2 separate regions of the Oryctolagus cuniculus genome follow, and region 2 is linked to region 1. The links are chromatin contacts, called in public Hi-C maps. All regions are on one chromosome and are shown on one strand. Each heading gives the region's core, a stretch centred on a gene start, on an enhancer-like site or on the middle of the called end of the contact. The rest is flanking DNA. Distances are from core to core; before and after follow the strand shown.

Region 1 (6,768 bases), core at 1,962-4,461:
CCAGCTACACCACAATGCCAGCCCCAATAAAGTCTTTTTAAAAAATAGAGCCAGAGAGTCATCAGACACAGAGCTGGAGAACTACGTGATGGTCGGGCAGGAACCCGGTGATGCACCTGGAAACCCAGGAACGCCAAGGGCCGTCAGCAGCCTCCTTGTGGCCAAGAGGCCCGGAGAGTCTGCATCATAGCCTGCAGAAGGAAACACTGTGCTGACACCTTGATTTCAGACTTCTGGCTCCTGAACTGCAAGAATAAACGTCTGGAGATTGAAGTCACCAAATTGGTGGTGATTTGTCAAGCTGGCTTTAAATATCCAGTCCACCTGGGAGCCCCGGTCTGGCCGGAAAGCTCCCCGCTGTGGTTTTTAACTGTAGGATTATCTAAAACCCAGAGGAGAGGTGTCCTCGGGAGCCTGCCCCCGGCAGAGAGTGAACAGCTCACTCCGGAATGTAAACACTCAAGATGTGATGAGATTTTTCCTGTTTCCTGGCCGACCGCAAGTCTCTTTGTAGAAGGCGAACTATTTATGGCACATTGCAGGTTCTAAGCACCCAGGGCTCTTTTCTTTCTCCAAGGCAGGCAGGGACGCGGGATTCAAAGCCTTTAGAAGCTGGGCTGTGACCACTGGGCTCTGACCCTTGTGCAGCCTAACTCGGGGCAGATCCTGTAACCTCCTGGAGCTGGGCTCCCCTCTGTAAATGGGCACACGAGTCATTTATGCGCAACACATCTTAGGGAGCTGTTGCTGGGACCTGATGACATGATTATGGGGAAATGTTTCAACTGTAAAACACTGAGCAGATGTTACAATCAATAGTGGTTTCCTGTGAGCAGGAAGAACAGGGTGAAAGGGTAGGAGGGACACACACTTCCCACAGAATATTCCTCATTGTCCCATGTGTTAGTTCCACATCCAAGGCGACTTCAAAAAGTTTGTAGAAAATGGAATTACAAGATAAGCTTATCTTGGCACCAAAAAAAAATTTTTTTTTTTAAATCCACACGTGGTTTTTTTTATAACACAAGTTTTCCATGAGCTTTTTGAAGACTCCATACACACGAGCTTTTTGAAGTACTCTCCTGCTGAAACAATACGTTGGGCGAGCACTTGACCTAGCTAAGACACTTTGTCCCACACCAGGGTCCCTGGGTTTGAAGCCCACCTCCATCTCCTGACTTCAGCTCCCTGCTAAGGCAGACCCTGGGAGGCAGCGGTGACAGCTCAAGGACCTGGGCTCCTGCCACCCATGTGGGACACCAGGATTGAATTCTGTAGTTCCCTGCTTCAGCCTCCCACGTTCACTGCCAAGATTCTGCTCTTCAAGTTCTGTCACCACCTTCACCTCCTCTGGGTCTCGACCCCTCTGGACTGTCCACCCTGGTCCATAAGACTCTGCTCAGTTACCTCTCTGCCAGGAGAAAAAGGCGAGCCCTTCCTTTTTTTAAAATATTTATTTAATTATTTATTTGAGAGGCAGAGTTAGAGAGAGAGAGAGAGAGAGAGAGAGATGGAAGCTAGGGGTTAGGAGCCTCTTCTGGGTCTCCCATGTGGGTGCAGGAACCCAAGGATTTGGGCCATCTTTTGCTGCTTTCCCAGGCCATTAGCAGGGAGCTGGATTGGCAGAGGAGCAGTCCAGACATGAACCAGCGCCCATATGGGATGCCGTCACTGTAGACCGAGGCTAAACCTTCTACACCACAGTCCTCCCAGCCAACCTGCCTCCTTCCTTTTTTGGGGAGAGGGGGACTTCCAGCAAAGCCACTTGGCGCCCTTAGGGGAATCCTCACTCAGTTCTGTCATAGAGCCCCTCCCTGAGAGCCCGTGGGCACTCCGGGGAGCCAGGTGTGGGTCCAGCACACGATGCCCAGCCTTTCACTCCGTCCTTCCTGACCCGTAGGTACCCACCACGAATGTAACATCCGCCCACCGGGCCAGGAGGCTCCCTCTTTCACACCAAGTCTCTTTGTCTTCCCTGAGCCTGGATGCTGTTTCCTGTAACCTACACTTCCCTAGCCCCTGCTCTGTCTGGACAAACTCAGACTGTGTACAGGGTTCCTGTTTCATCCCAGGGGACCCTGGGTCTGTGTCATCCAAGGTGTACGCTTTTGTCCCGTGTAGGAGGGGGCTGCACTGTGTGACTGAGGCCTGTCTTCACGTGCCATTGTGTGTCTCAGCTCCCACCAAGCTACAACCAGGATCTCTTCTTACAAGAGTTTTTCAAGAGTGCTTGTGACTCACTTCTACAAAAGTTCACGGAGTGGGCGCGCATTAGGTGTGGTGGTTAATATGCTGCTTGGGACACCCACGTCCCATCTCAGCGTGCCTGGGTGTGAGTCCAGGCCCTGCCGCTTCAAATTCAGTCTCCCACTAATGCGTACACAAGGTAGCAGGGGCTTGGTGACCACAAGCGAGGCTCACACTGGGTTCTGGGCTCCTGGCTTTTGTCTAGCCCAGCCTTGGATGTTGAGATCTCTCTCTGTCTCTCAGCTTTTCAAATAAAGTGAAAAGGAATAAATACTTTTTTAAATTTAAAATGTAATTTTTAAAAAAGATTACTTATTTATTCACTTATTTGAAAGGCAGAGTGACAGAAAGAGGTGGGGGGAAGACAGAGAAAGAGAGAGAGAAAGAGAGAGAGAGGGGAGAGAGAGAGAGAGAGAGGGAGAGAGACTGTATGTCTTCCATACCCTAGTTCACTCAGCCCTCAGTGACTGGGGCTGAGCCAGGCAAAGCTAGAAATCTGGAATTCCATCGGGATCTTCCATGTGGGTGTCAGGTGCTCAAGGACTTGGGCCGTGCTTCCTAGGTGCACCAGTAGAGGGCTGGATTAGAGGCAGAGCAGCCAGCGATGCGGGGATCCCAAGGGGTCGCTTCCCTCACTGCACAACACCCACCCTAGAGAAGCTTCTTTTGGTGCAAAATTTCTGAAACTCAAGCCCAGTCTTTTTCATAATACACATTTCCCACAAACGTTTTGAAGGCCCCTCACAGACGTGGATTTCACACCTTCATCCTTAAGAGCCTCAGCTTTGATGGGTATCAAAGACAAACCTGGTTCAATGCCAGCTCCACAGGTTGCGAGCTGAGGGATCTTGAGTAAGCTGCTTAACCTCCAGGAGTCTCAGTTTGTTCACTGCTAAAATGAGGATAGCCACAGAGCCAGGTGACCGGGCTGTTAGAATCACTGAACGAGACAAGACACCAGGAAGGGCTCGATGCTGGTACTGGCAGTGAGTAAGCTCGCAATAAAAGTTGCTTCCATTGTTGTTATTGTTGACAGAATGATCCGGGTTTAGTCATGGCCTCAGACCCGCTGAACTTGATGAACCTGAACAAGTTGTTTCATCGCTCTGGGCTCTGCTCAGGCGCTTCTACTTGCCAACACTAGGATCATCAGCTGAGGTGACTTGCTGCCTACGGGGCCTGGGAAGAGAGGCTGTCAAAGCCCACCCAGCTCCTCAACAGCAAAGCCCATGCCTCTCCCTCTCTCTTTCTCTCTCTCCCTAGCAGACTCTCCTGCTGTTAACTAATTCAAAGAAAAAATTTTTGCACCAAAATAAACTTAACTTTTTGTTCTGTTTTCCTTGAGTTTTCCGAAATAACGCTCGTACTAACAGAACAAGGGACAGCCCTCAAACACAAGGTCGGAGGAGAGGCAGGACAGCCGGCTCATCTCCTTGAAGAGATGGTGGGGCCGACCCCGCGGTGCAGCGGGTTAAGCTGCCACCTGTGACTTCGGCATCCCATACAAGCACCAGTTCAAGTCCCAGCTACTCTGCTTCCAATCCAGCTCCCTGCTAACAGGCCTGGGAAAGCAGTAGAAGATGGCCCAAGTGCTTGGGCCCCAGCCACCCATGTGGGAGACTCTGATGGAGTTCCTGACTCCTGGCCATTTTGGGGGTGAACAAGAGGATGAAAAATCTCTTTCTCTCGCTTGTCTCTCTTTCTCTCTCTGTAACTCTGCTTTTGAAATAAATTACTTAATTAAAGAAACAAAAAGAGGTGGTGGGTGTACAGGCTGAGGATCTGTACTGCCGTGTGACCTTGCTCAAAGTACTTCACCTCTGTACATCTCAGAGGCCTCATTTTTTGGAACAGGAATAATAACAATAGCTCCCCCCAGTGGGTAGTGAAGAATAAATGTCCGTGAGTAGGAGGGGTGGCCAAAAAGCTCATGGAAAATGTGTTGTGTGAAAAAACTATGCATAGATTTCAAATTTTTGTACTAAAATATGCTTACATTATATATAGTGTGTGTATGTGTTATATATTATATGTAGTGTATGTATGTGTTTACATTATATATAGTATATGCATAGTGTTTATTTATTTATTTGAAAGAGAGACAGAGATGCTGGTTCATTTTCCGAATACCCACAGCAGCAAGACCTGGGCCAGACCAAAACTGGGCGCTCAGAACCCAGTCCAGGTCTCCCATGTGAGTGGCAGAGACCCAACTACTTGAGCCAGCATCTGCTGCCTCCTAGCAGGAAGCTAAGTGAGGCTGGGACTCAGACCCCGGCACTCCACCGTGGGGCACGTGGACATCCCACACAGTGTCTTTTTTTTTTTTTTTTTTTTTTTGACAGGCAGAGTGGACAGTGAGAGAGAGAGACAGAGAGAAAGGTCTTCCTTTACCGTTGGTTCACCCTCCAATGGCCGCCATGCTGATCCGAAGGCAGGAGCCAGGTGCTTCTCCTGGTCTCCCATGGGGTGCAGGGCCCAAGCACCTGGGCCATCTTCCACTGCACTCCCGGGCCACAGCAGAGAGCTGGCCTGGAAGAGGGGCAACCGGGACAGAATCCGGCGCCCCAACAGGGACTAGAACCCACCACAAGGTGGAGGATTAGCCTAGTGAGCCGCGGCGCCGGCCCCCACACAGTGTCTTACCCCTTCGTCCAAATACCTACCCCTAAACTCACCCTTCAATTCTACTTTCCAGGCACTTTTGAAATCCCCTTAGAAAAGTGCTAGGCCACTGAGAAGTGCTATGTTGCCTGTGAATATGTCAGATTTGGGGAGCAACGTACAGCTTTGGGCTTGGGGCACTGAGGCCACCTTGACGGGGAGGGACACGGAGGGACGGCGCCGCTACTATTACCCTGGTGGCAGCCAGCGGCGTCCCAGAGCTGACTGCGAAGTCTGGGTATGGGTGAAGGCTGAAACCACACTTCTGAGCTCTGGGAGACAGCGGCTGAGGAGTCTTGGAAATGTGTGCAAGAGTTTTTGCGGATGGTCCCCGAGCAGTGGCAGAACACACCAGAATAATACGGTGTCTGACAGTGACCATCATCACCCAAGGCAGGAGCCCCAGGAAGCTGAGAGGACCTCACTGTGTGCTCCAGGGTCAAACCCCCTCAAATGCGAGTTCTGCAGGAAGAAAACACAGCTGCGTGCCCTTCATTCCTCCGTGAAAATCAGTTCATCTGAAGAGCTAATATTTTAGTGCAAGTTAAGGGAATAAGAACGAAAAGCGGACATTCAGGGTATGTTCTAGTACCCAGCTCACCGCACACCAGGCAGATGGGCTCCCGGGCAGTACGCAGTAGTTCTGTTTGAATGTGTTGGGCCGGCTTGAGCCTCGCCTTGGAAGCACCCCTGAGATCTGCCTTTGGCAGTATTTCCCCAGGCCACAGCTGGGGCCGCCCTCTCTGCCCCCTCCCCCTTTGGGGACCAAAGATCTTACCTGCCAGCGACCCTGGTGAATTGTGTGGGACTTGGCCTCCCCCTAGTGGTCACTGGGCAGAAGTGCTATTAAAATTGGCAACAGGATGATTCTCCAATATCATTGGGGCAGTGCTTTAGGGTTAGAAGGGACTGTCCACTGGACGGTGCCACCTACTTTCTCACAGTCATCGGCCTGCTTGAGCACTTCTGCCCCACGCAGCACAATCCACCCTGGCCACCTCCAACATGCCTGCTTTCCCATTCCTTCCGCTTACCTAGTTTCTCCTAATGGGCAGAGGACAGGGCCTGGAGCCTGGAGAAGCCTGGGGAGAATGGGATGGGTTTTTCCCTTTAAGATGTATTTTTTTTTGACAGGAAGAGTTAGACAGAGAGAGAGAGAGACAGAGAGAAAGGTCTTCCTTTTCCGTTGGTTCACCCCCAAAATGACCACTATGGCTGGTGCGCTGCGGCCGGCGCACTGCACCGATCTGAAGCCAGGAGCCAGGTGCTTCCTCCTGGTCTCCCATGCGAGTGCAGGACCCAAGCACTTGGGCCATCCTCCACTGCACTCCTGGGCCACAGCAGAGAGCTGGCCTGGAAGAGGGGCAACCGGGACAGAACTGGTGCCCCAACTGGGACTAGAACCTGGGGTGCCGGCACCACATGTGGAGGATTAGCCAAGTGAGCCACGGCACCAGCCAAGATGTATGTACATATGTATGTATTTATTTATTTATTTATTTTTGACAGGCAGAGTGGACAGTGAGAGAGAGAGACAGAAAGAAAGGTCTTCCTTTTGCCATTGGTTCACCCTCCAATGGCCGCTGCAGCTGGCGCTCTGCGGCTGGCGCACTGCGCTGATCTGAAGCCAGGAGCCAGGTGCTTCTCCTGGTCTCCCATGGGGTGCAGGGCCCAAGGACTTGGGCCATCCTCCTCTGCACTCCCAGGCCACAGCAGAGAGCTGGCCTGGAAGAGGGGCAACCGGGATAGAATCCGGCGCCCCGACCGGGACTAGAACCTGGTGTGCCAGCACCACAGGCGGAGGATTAGCCAAGTGAGCCGCGGCACCAGCCGTGTGTGTGTGTGTGTGTGTGTGTG
Region 2 (7,223 bases), core at 2,838-5,337, 310 kb before region 1:
ATGATTATATTTTTTGTATTCACTAAGTTGCTGTGGGTTATTTTCCATTTTATTTGAAAGGCAGAGAGAGAGAAAGAGAGAGAGAGAGAGAGACCAAGAGATCTGTCATCCACTGGTTCCCTCCCCAGATACCTGCAACAGCTGAGGCTAGGCCAAGCTAAAGCCAGGAGCCCAATAATCGATCCAGGTCTCCCATGTCGGTGGCAGGAACCATTACCTGCTGCCTCCCAGAGTGTGCATCCGCAGGAAGCCGGAATTGGAATCAGAGCTGGGACTGGAAGCCAGGCACTTGGATATGGACTGTGGGCATTCCAATCAGTACCCTAACCCCTGTGCTGGCTGCCAGCCTGCCCTACCTTCACCAGTTTTGCAAATTTATTTTTTCATGACAACAATTAATATTAGATGTTTAAGAGCTTTATTGAAGTATAGAATTGATGTGTAATATTTTTCACGTTTAAAGAGCACAATGGTATAAGCTTTGACATTTATATACACTAATGAAAATATCACCACAGGCAAGACAATAAACAAAGTCATTACTTCCAGGAGTTTCCTCATTCTCCTTGGTAATCCCCACCATCTCAACTCTCTTCACTTCTGTCCTGGAGAAGATTCTGATCTGCTTTCTGTCACCACAATCTACACCCTACAATTTGCACTTTTAAAAGTGTATTTAAATGGAATCATACAGTATGTGCTCCCTTTTGTCTGTCTGCTTGCACTCAGCATAACGGTGGTGACTGGGAATTCATTCAGGCTGTTACGTATTTACAGACACCCCCTTCCTGTAAGGGTGTTGCTTGAGACGCATGCCTGGGTTGGAGGCTCAGGGCTGCTCCTGACTCTGGCTTCCTGTTAGCTTATGTACATCTTGGAAGGCAGCTGCTGATGGCTCAAGACATGGGTTCCTGCCAGCCACGTGGGAGACTTGGATGGAGTTCCCTGGTTTAGCCTGGCACAGCCCTGCCTGTTGTAGGCATTCAGGGAGTGAAACAGTTGGGTGGAAGATATCTAGTTCCTTCTATTTCTCTGCCTTTCAAATAAAACTTTTTAAAACATCTACTCGTTTTTTTTAAAAGGATTTTGTTGTTGTTTGCATTTTTATTTGAGAGGCATAGAGACAGGGAGAGACAGACAGACAGCAGACAAAGAGCTGCCGTTCGATCTACTGGCTCACTTCCCCAAATACCTGCAATGGCCAGAGCTAGGAGCTGGAAACCCAGTCCAGGCCTCCTACATGGATGCAGGGACGCAGCCACTCGAGCTATCACCACTGTCTCCCAGGATGTGTATCAGCAGGAAGCCAGAACTGGAGTTGGAGCCAGGACTCACACAAGAGGAACTCTGACATGGTATGCAGTTATCGTAACTGCTAGGCCAAATGCTAACCCCACAACTGCTAAGTAGCATTTAATTGTATGTATATATCATGATTTGTTTATTTGCTGGTGATGGACATTAGGGTTTTTTGTTTGTTTGTTTGTTTGTTTGACAAGCAGAGTGGACAGTGAGAGAGAGAGGGACAGAGAGAAAGGTCTTCCTTTGCCGTTGGTTCACCCCCCAATGGTTGCCGCGGCCGGTGTGCTGCGGCCGGCGCATCGCGCTGATCCGAAGGCAGGAGCCAGGTGCTTCTCCTGGTCTCCCATGCGGGTGCAGGGCCCAAGCACTTGGGCCATCCTCTACTGCACTCTTGGGCCAGAGCAGAGAGCTGGACTAGAAGAGGAGCAACTGGGACAGAATCCGGTGCCCCGACCAGGACTAGAACCGGCGGTGCTGGCACCACAGGTGGAGGATTAACCTATTGAGCCACGGCACCGGCATTAGGGTTGTTTTTTTGTTTGTTTGTTTGGTTGGTTGGTTGGTTTTTTTTTTTTTTTTTTTTTTTTTTTTTTTTTTTTGACAGGCAGAGTGGACAGTGAGAGAGTGAGAGAGACAGAGAGAAAGGTCTTCCTTTTGCCGTTGGTTCACCCCCCAATGGCCGCCATGGCCGGCGCACCGCACTGATCCGATGGCAGGAGCCAGGTGCTTCTCCTGGTCTCCCATGGGGTGCAGGGCCCAAGCACTTGGGCCATCCTCCACTGCACTCCCTGGTCACAGCAGAGAGCTGGCCTGGAAGAGAGGCAACCGGGAAAATACCTGGAATCATATTATAGGTGTATATTTAATTTAGGCTTAACTTTTCAAGAAATTGCTAGACTGCTTTCCACACTGGTTGTACCATTCTACTCACTTAGAAGCAGTGCTGGCAGTTCCAGTTGCTCTACACCTGGGCGGGGAACATCCAGTCCAGGGGCTGAATAAGGCCAGCGAAATCATTTGGTCTGATCCTGCCAAGGCAACCGTAGATGAGACTTGAAACCCAATACATCTATAGCAGGCTAATTTTTGAAAGATTTATTTGAGGCCGGCCCCGCGGCTCAATAAGCTAATCCTCCGCCTGCAGCGCCGGCACACCAGGTTCTAGTCCCGATCGGGGCACCGGATTCTGTCCCAGTTGCCCCTCTTCCAGCCCAGCTCTCTGCTGTGGCCCGGGAGTGCAGTGGAGGATGGCCCAAGTGCTTGGGCCCTGCACCCCATGGGAGACCAGGAGAAGCACCTGATTCCTGACTTTGGATCAGTGCAGTGCGCCTGCCGCAGCGGCCATTGGGGGGTGAACCAACTGCAAAGGAAGACCTTTCTCTCTGTCTCTCTCACTGTCCACTCTGCCTGTCAAAAAATAAAATAAAATAAAAATAAAAGATTTATTTGAGAGTCAGAGTTAGAGAGAGAGAGAGAGAGATCTTCTATCCATGGGATCATTCCCCTGATGGCTCGCAAGGAGCTTCAGCCAGGTCTCCCATGTGGGTAGCAGGAGCCCAGGCACTTGGGCCATCTTCTGCTGTTTTTCCCAGGCCATTTGCTGAGAGCTGGATTAGAATTGGAGCAGACAGGATATGAACCAGTGCCCACAGGGGATGCAGGCATTGCAGGTGGTGGTTTAACCTTGCTACACCACAATGCCAGCAAGCTAATTGTTAAGTTGATGGTTTTGTTTGGCCTGCAAATTACATTATAAACATCCAAATGGCCCTTGGCAGAAAAAATGTTGCCCAACCTTGCCATTCTTGTCAATCAATACATGATGTGGTCAGTCTTTTTCATTTTGGCAGTTCTTGTGGGTGTGCAGGGATATCTTCCTGTGGTTTTAATTTGAATTTTTCTAATGACTGATGGTATTGATCATAATTGTTTTCATATACCTATTCATCATCCATCTAGCATGCGCAAGACATCCGTTCAAATCACTTGACCAATTAAAAAATTGGGTTGTTTAAATCTCAGTGATGACTGGGGCTGGCACTGTGGCGTAGTGGGCTAAGTCACTACCTGCAGTGTGTCAGCATTCCACGTGGGCACCTGTTTGAGTTCCAGCTGCTCTACTTCCAATCCAGCTTCCCGCTAATGTGCCTGGGAAAGCAGCAGAAGATGGCCCAAGGCCATGGGCCCCTGCACCCATATGGGAGACCCGGAAGAAGCTCCTGGCTCCTGGCTTCGGATCCGTGCAGCTCCAGCCATTGTGACCATCTGGGGAGTGAACCATCGGATGGAAAACCTCTGTCTCTACCTCTCTTCTCTCTGTGTAACTCTTTCAAATAAATAAATAAATATTTTTAAAAAATAAAACCAGATTATTTATTTTCTTAACCCCAAGTTTGGAGAGTTTTTAACATATATTTTGAGTACAAGCTCTTCTCAGATACATGATTTTCAAATATTTTCTACTAGTCCGGTTTCTTTCCACTACATTCTGAAGAGCAGAACTTACTAATTTTACACTCTAGCTTATTGATATTCTCCTCTGCAGGCTCTTATTTTTGCATTGTAAGTACCTACTTTCTTGAGATAGTTTTTAAATGCACTGTATTGCACCACATTCTCCAGTTTGCCTAATGTGCCTCTCAATTCCAAGTCGTCTTTCTTGTCCGTAGATGGACACCTGGCGCAATGCTAAACTTTGTCAATAGATGGCGCTGGAGAGACACGACAGGAGAGTCTGCTCTATTCGGTTCTATTCCGGATTCTGCTCACCAGCGGAGCAGGCTACCGCGGATCCTCAGCTTCCGCTGCAAGCTGGGCTTCCCCACCACTAGGTTCCTGCAGTGCACAGAGCTTCTCCAATGCCTGGCTCCGTTCGCGAGCAGCTTCCCCGATACTGATTTTCAATGGCAGGGTCTCTAGTGAGACGGCCTCTCCCTGTAGCAGCCTCCTCTGCCACCCTAACCATGGGTTTCCAGCAAGTTCCACCGAGGCAGGTCACAACTACTGCACAACTGACGCTGAGGGCCTCATCCTTGTGCCCTCTCCAGCAAGAGCTGGCCTCAGCAAGACGTGCAAGGAGTCTTCCTTGGGAGCTCTGCCAAGTTCCAGATGGAGGTTCATATATATATATATACACACATATACATATATAATTCTATTCTGTTCTGTTCTATTCTATTCTATTCTATTAATAGGCTATTGTGTTGTTCTTTTGTTTGTTTGTTTTTTTTTACAGGCAGAGTGGATAGTGAGAGAGAGAGAGACAGAGAGAAAGGTCTTCCTTTGCCGTTGGTTCACCTTCCAATGGCCGCCTTGGCTGGTGCGCCGCGCTGATCCGATGGCAGGAGCCAGGTGCTTCTCCTGGTCTCCCATGGGGTGCAGGGCCCAAGCACTTGGGCCATCCTCCACTGCACTCCCTGGCCACAGCAGAGAGCTGGCCTGGAAGAGGGGCAACCGGGACAGAATCCGGCGCCCCGACCGGGACTAGAACCTGGTGTGCCAGCGCCGCAAGGCGGAGGATTAGCCTAGTGAGCTGCGGCGCCAGCTGGTTGTTCTTTTTAAAAACCTGTTGCTGTCATCTTTCCTTATTTGTTTTTATTTGAAAAGCAGAGAGAGAGAGAGAGAGAGAGAGAGAGAGAGAGAGATCTTCCATCTCCTAGTTCATTCCCCAAATGGCCACAACAACAACCCAGGTTGGGCTAGGCCAAATCTGGAAGTGAGGAACCCCATCTGGGTCTCCCACATGGGTACAGGGAGCCAGGTACTTGAACTGTCACTGCTACCTCCCAGGATGTGCATAAACAGGAAGCTGGAACAGCCAGGACTTGAACCCAGGCACTCTGATATAGGATCAGGCGTCTCGAGAGGCATGTTAATCATACCCCAAGCACTCCACCTCTGTCTGCTCCTTTATCTTCTTTAGCGTTCTCTTTTCTCTTTCCTAGCCCACAGGTTGATAAACCGTGGCCCACGGGCCAGATCCTGCCCTCTGCCTGTTTTCCTAAATAAAGTTTTATTGGAACCCAACCACACTCATTTGCTTATATTTCACCTCTGGAGGCTTCCATGCTATGAGCGCAGAGCTGAGTCATTGTAACAGAAACATATGACCCCCAAAGCCAAAGATACTTATTATTCTTTACAGAAGAAGTTTAGCAATTCCTGTGTGAGCGGCCCCTCATGAGGACAACACCCCGTGTTAATTAGTAGTTCTTTATATTAAATCTTCCCTATTCAGATTACTGTGAGGTCTCTCTCCTGAGGTGAACAGAGTCAGGTTCATCCCGACCCCCTATGGCCCCTTTTTCGCAGTCCATTTTCAGGTCCTCCTTCTTCTATTTTTTTTTTTTTTTTTGACAGGCAGAGTGGACAGTGAGAGAGAGAGAGACAGAGAGAAAGGTCTTCCTTTGCCGTTGGTTCACCCTCCAATGGCCCCTGCAGCTGGCGCACTGTGGCCGGCGCACCGCGCTGATCCGAAGGCAGGAGTCAGGTGCTTCTCCTGGTCTCCCATGGGGTGCAGGACCCAAGCACCTGGGCCATCCTCCACTGCACTCCCAGGCCACATCAGAGAGCTGGCCTGGAAGAGGGGCAACCGGGACAGAATCCGGTGCCCCGACCGGGACTAGAACCTGGTGTGCTGGCGCCGCTAGGCAGAGGATTAGCCTAGTGAGCCACAGCGCCGGCCTCTTCTGCCTATTTTACAGCATCAGTCCTCCTCAGACTCTTCCCTTTGCTTTCTGGAATGGTCTCTCTAAGCATCTACTTATCAGTGTTCAACTACTGGGCTTAACCAATGGCTTTTTGTTCTGTGGATAACTCCAATGTGTCAATAAACCACCTGAAATCACATACAAAGTTCCTGTAGAGAAGCAAATGTGCATGTTTTGGAATAAGGTATTTTGCTTCATTGTTTTAACGATTTTTATTTATTTGAAAGTCAGAGTTACAAAGAGAGAGACAGAGATCTTCCATCCACTGGTTCACACTCCCCAAATGGCTGCAACAGTCTGGGCGGGAAACCAGGAGCCAAGAGTTTCATCTGGGTCTCCCCCACAGGTGCAGAGGCCCAAGCACTTGGGTCATCTTCAGCTGCTTTCCCAGGCACATTAGCAGGGAGCTGGATTGGAAATGGAAAAATTGGGGGCTGGCGCCGCGGCTCACAAGGCTAATCCCCCCGCCTTGCGGCACCAGCATACCTTCTGCATACCCTAACCCTAACCCTAACCCTAACCCTAATCCTAATCCTAACCCTAACCCTAACCCTAGGGACAGCATCGGGGCGCCGGATGCTGTCCCGGTTGCCCCTCTTCCAGGCCAGCTCTCTGCTGTGGCCCGGGAGTGCAGTGGAGGATGGCCCAGGTGCTTGGGCCCTGCACCCCATGGGAGACCAGGATAAGTACCTGGCTCCTGCCATCGGATCAGCGCGGTGCACCAGCCGCAGCGCGCCAGCCGTGGCAGCCCTTGGAGGGTGAACCAACGGCAAAGGAAGACCTTTCTCTCTGTCTCTCTCTCTCACTGTCCACTCTGCCTGTCAAAAATAAAAATAAAAAAAAAAATTGGGATTTGAAGCAACGCCCATATGGGATGCCACGTCAGAGGTGGGTCCCTGCTTCATCTCTCTCTCTCTCTCTCTCTCTCTTTTTTTTAAGAATCATTTTTTATTTATTTGAAAGGCAGAGAGAGGTCTTCCATCTACTGGTTCACTCTCCAAATGGCCACAAGGGCCAGGTCTGGGCCTGATCAAAGTCAGGAGCCTGGAGCTTCTTCCAGGTCTCCCCCATGGGTGCAGGAGCCCAAGGACTTGGGTCATCTTCTGCTGCTTTCCCAGGTGCATTAACAGGGAACTGGATCGGAAGTAGCAGCTGGGTCTTGAATCAATGCCCATATGAAATGCTGGTGTCGCAGATGGAGGCTTAACCTAC

Evidence for each region. Hi-C and Micro-C count contacts between places; a contact is called where the count stands out from the background.
Region 2: a contact with region 1 is called in a Hi-C map of an unstated tissue, with 4 times the contacts expected there. The contact joins two enhancer-like sites. A contact is called at or near these places in 2 of 6 Hi-C or Micro-C datasets (ear pinna and an unstated tissue).

What each region holds. Positions count from the first base shown.
Region 1 is chr20:13,281,289-13,288,056 of mOryCun1.1, reverse strand. No RefSeq gene overlaps it. Among named protein-coding and RNA genes, the nearest start is that of PLEK2, 17 kb to the right of the region's middle. Within about 2 kb of position 3,211, at least 2 of the 8 cell types and tissues checked have an H3K27ac peak or open chromatin away from gene starts, as enhancers often do.
Region 2 is chr20:13,589,740-13,596,962 of mOryCun1.1, reverse strand. No RefSeq gene overlaps it. Among named protein-coding and RNA genes, the nearest start is that of RDH11, 6.6 kb to the right of the region's middle. Within about 2 kb of position 4,087, at least 1 of the 8 cell types and tissues checked has an H3K27ac peak or open chromatin away from gene starts, as enhancers often do.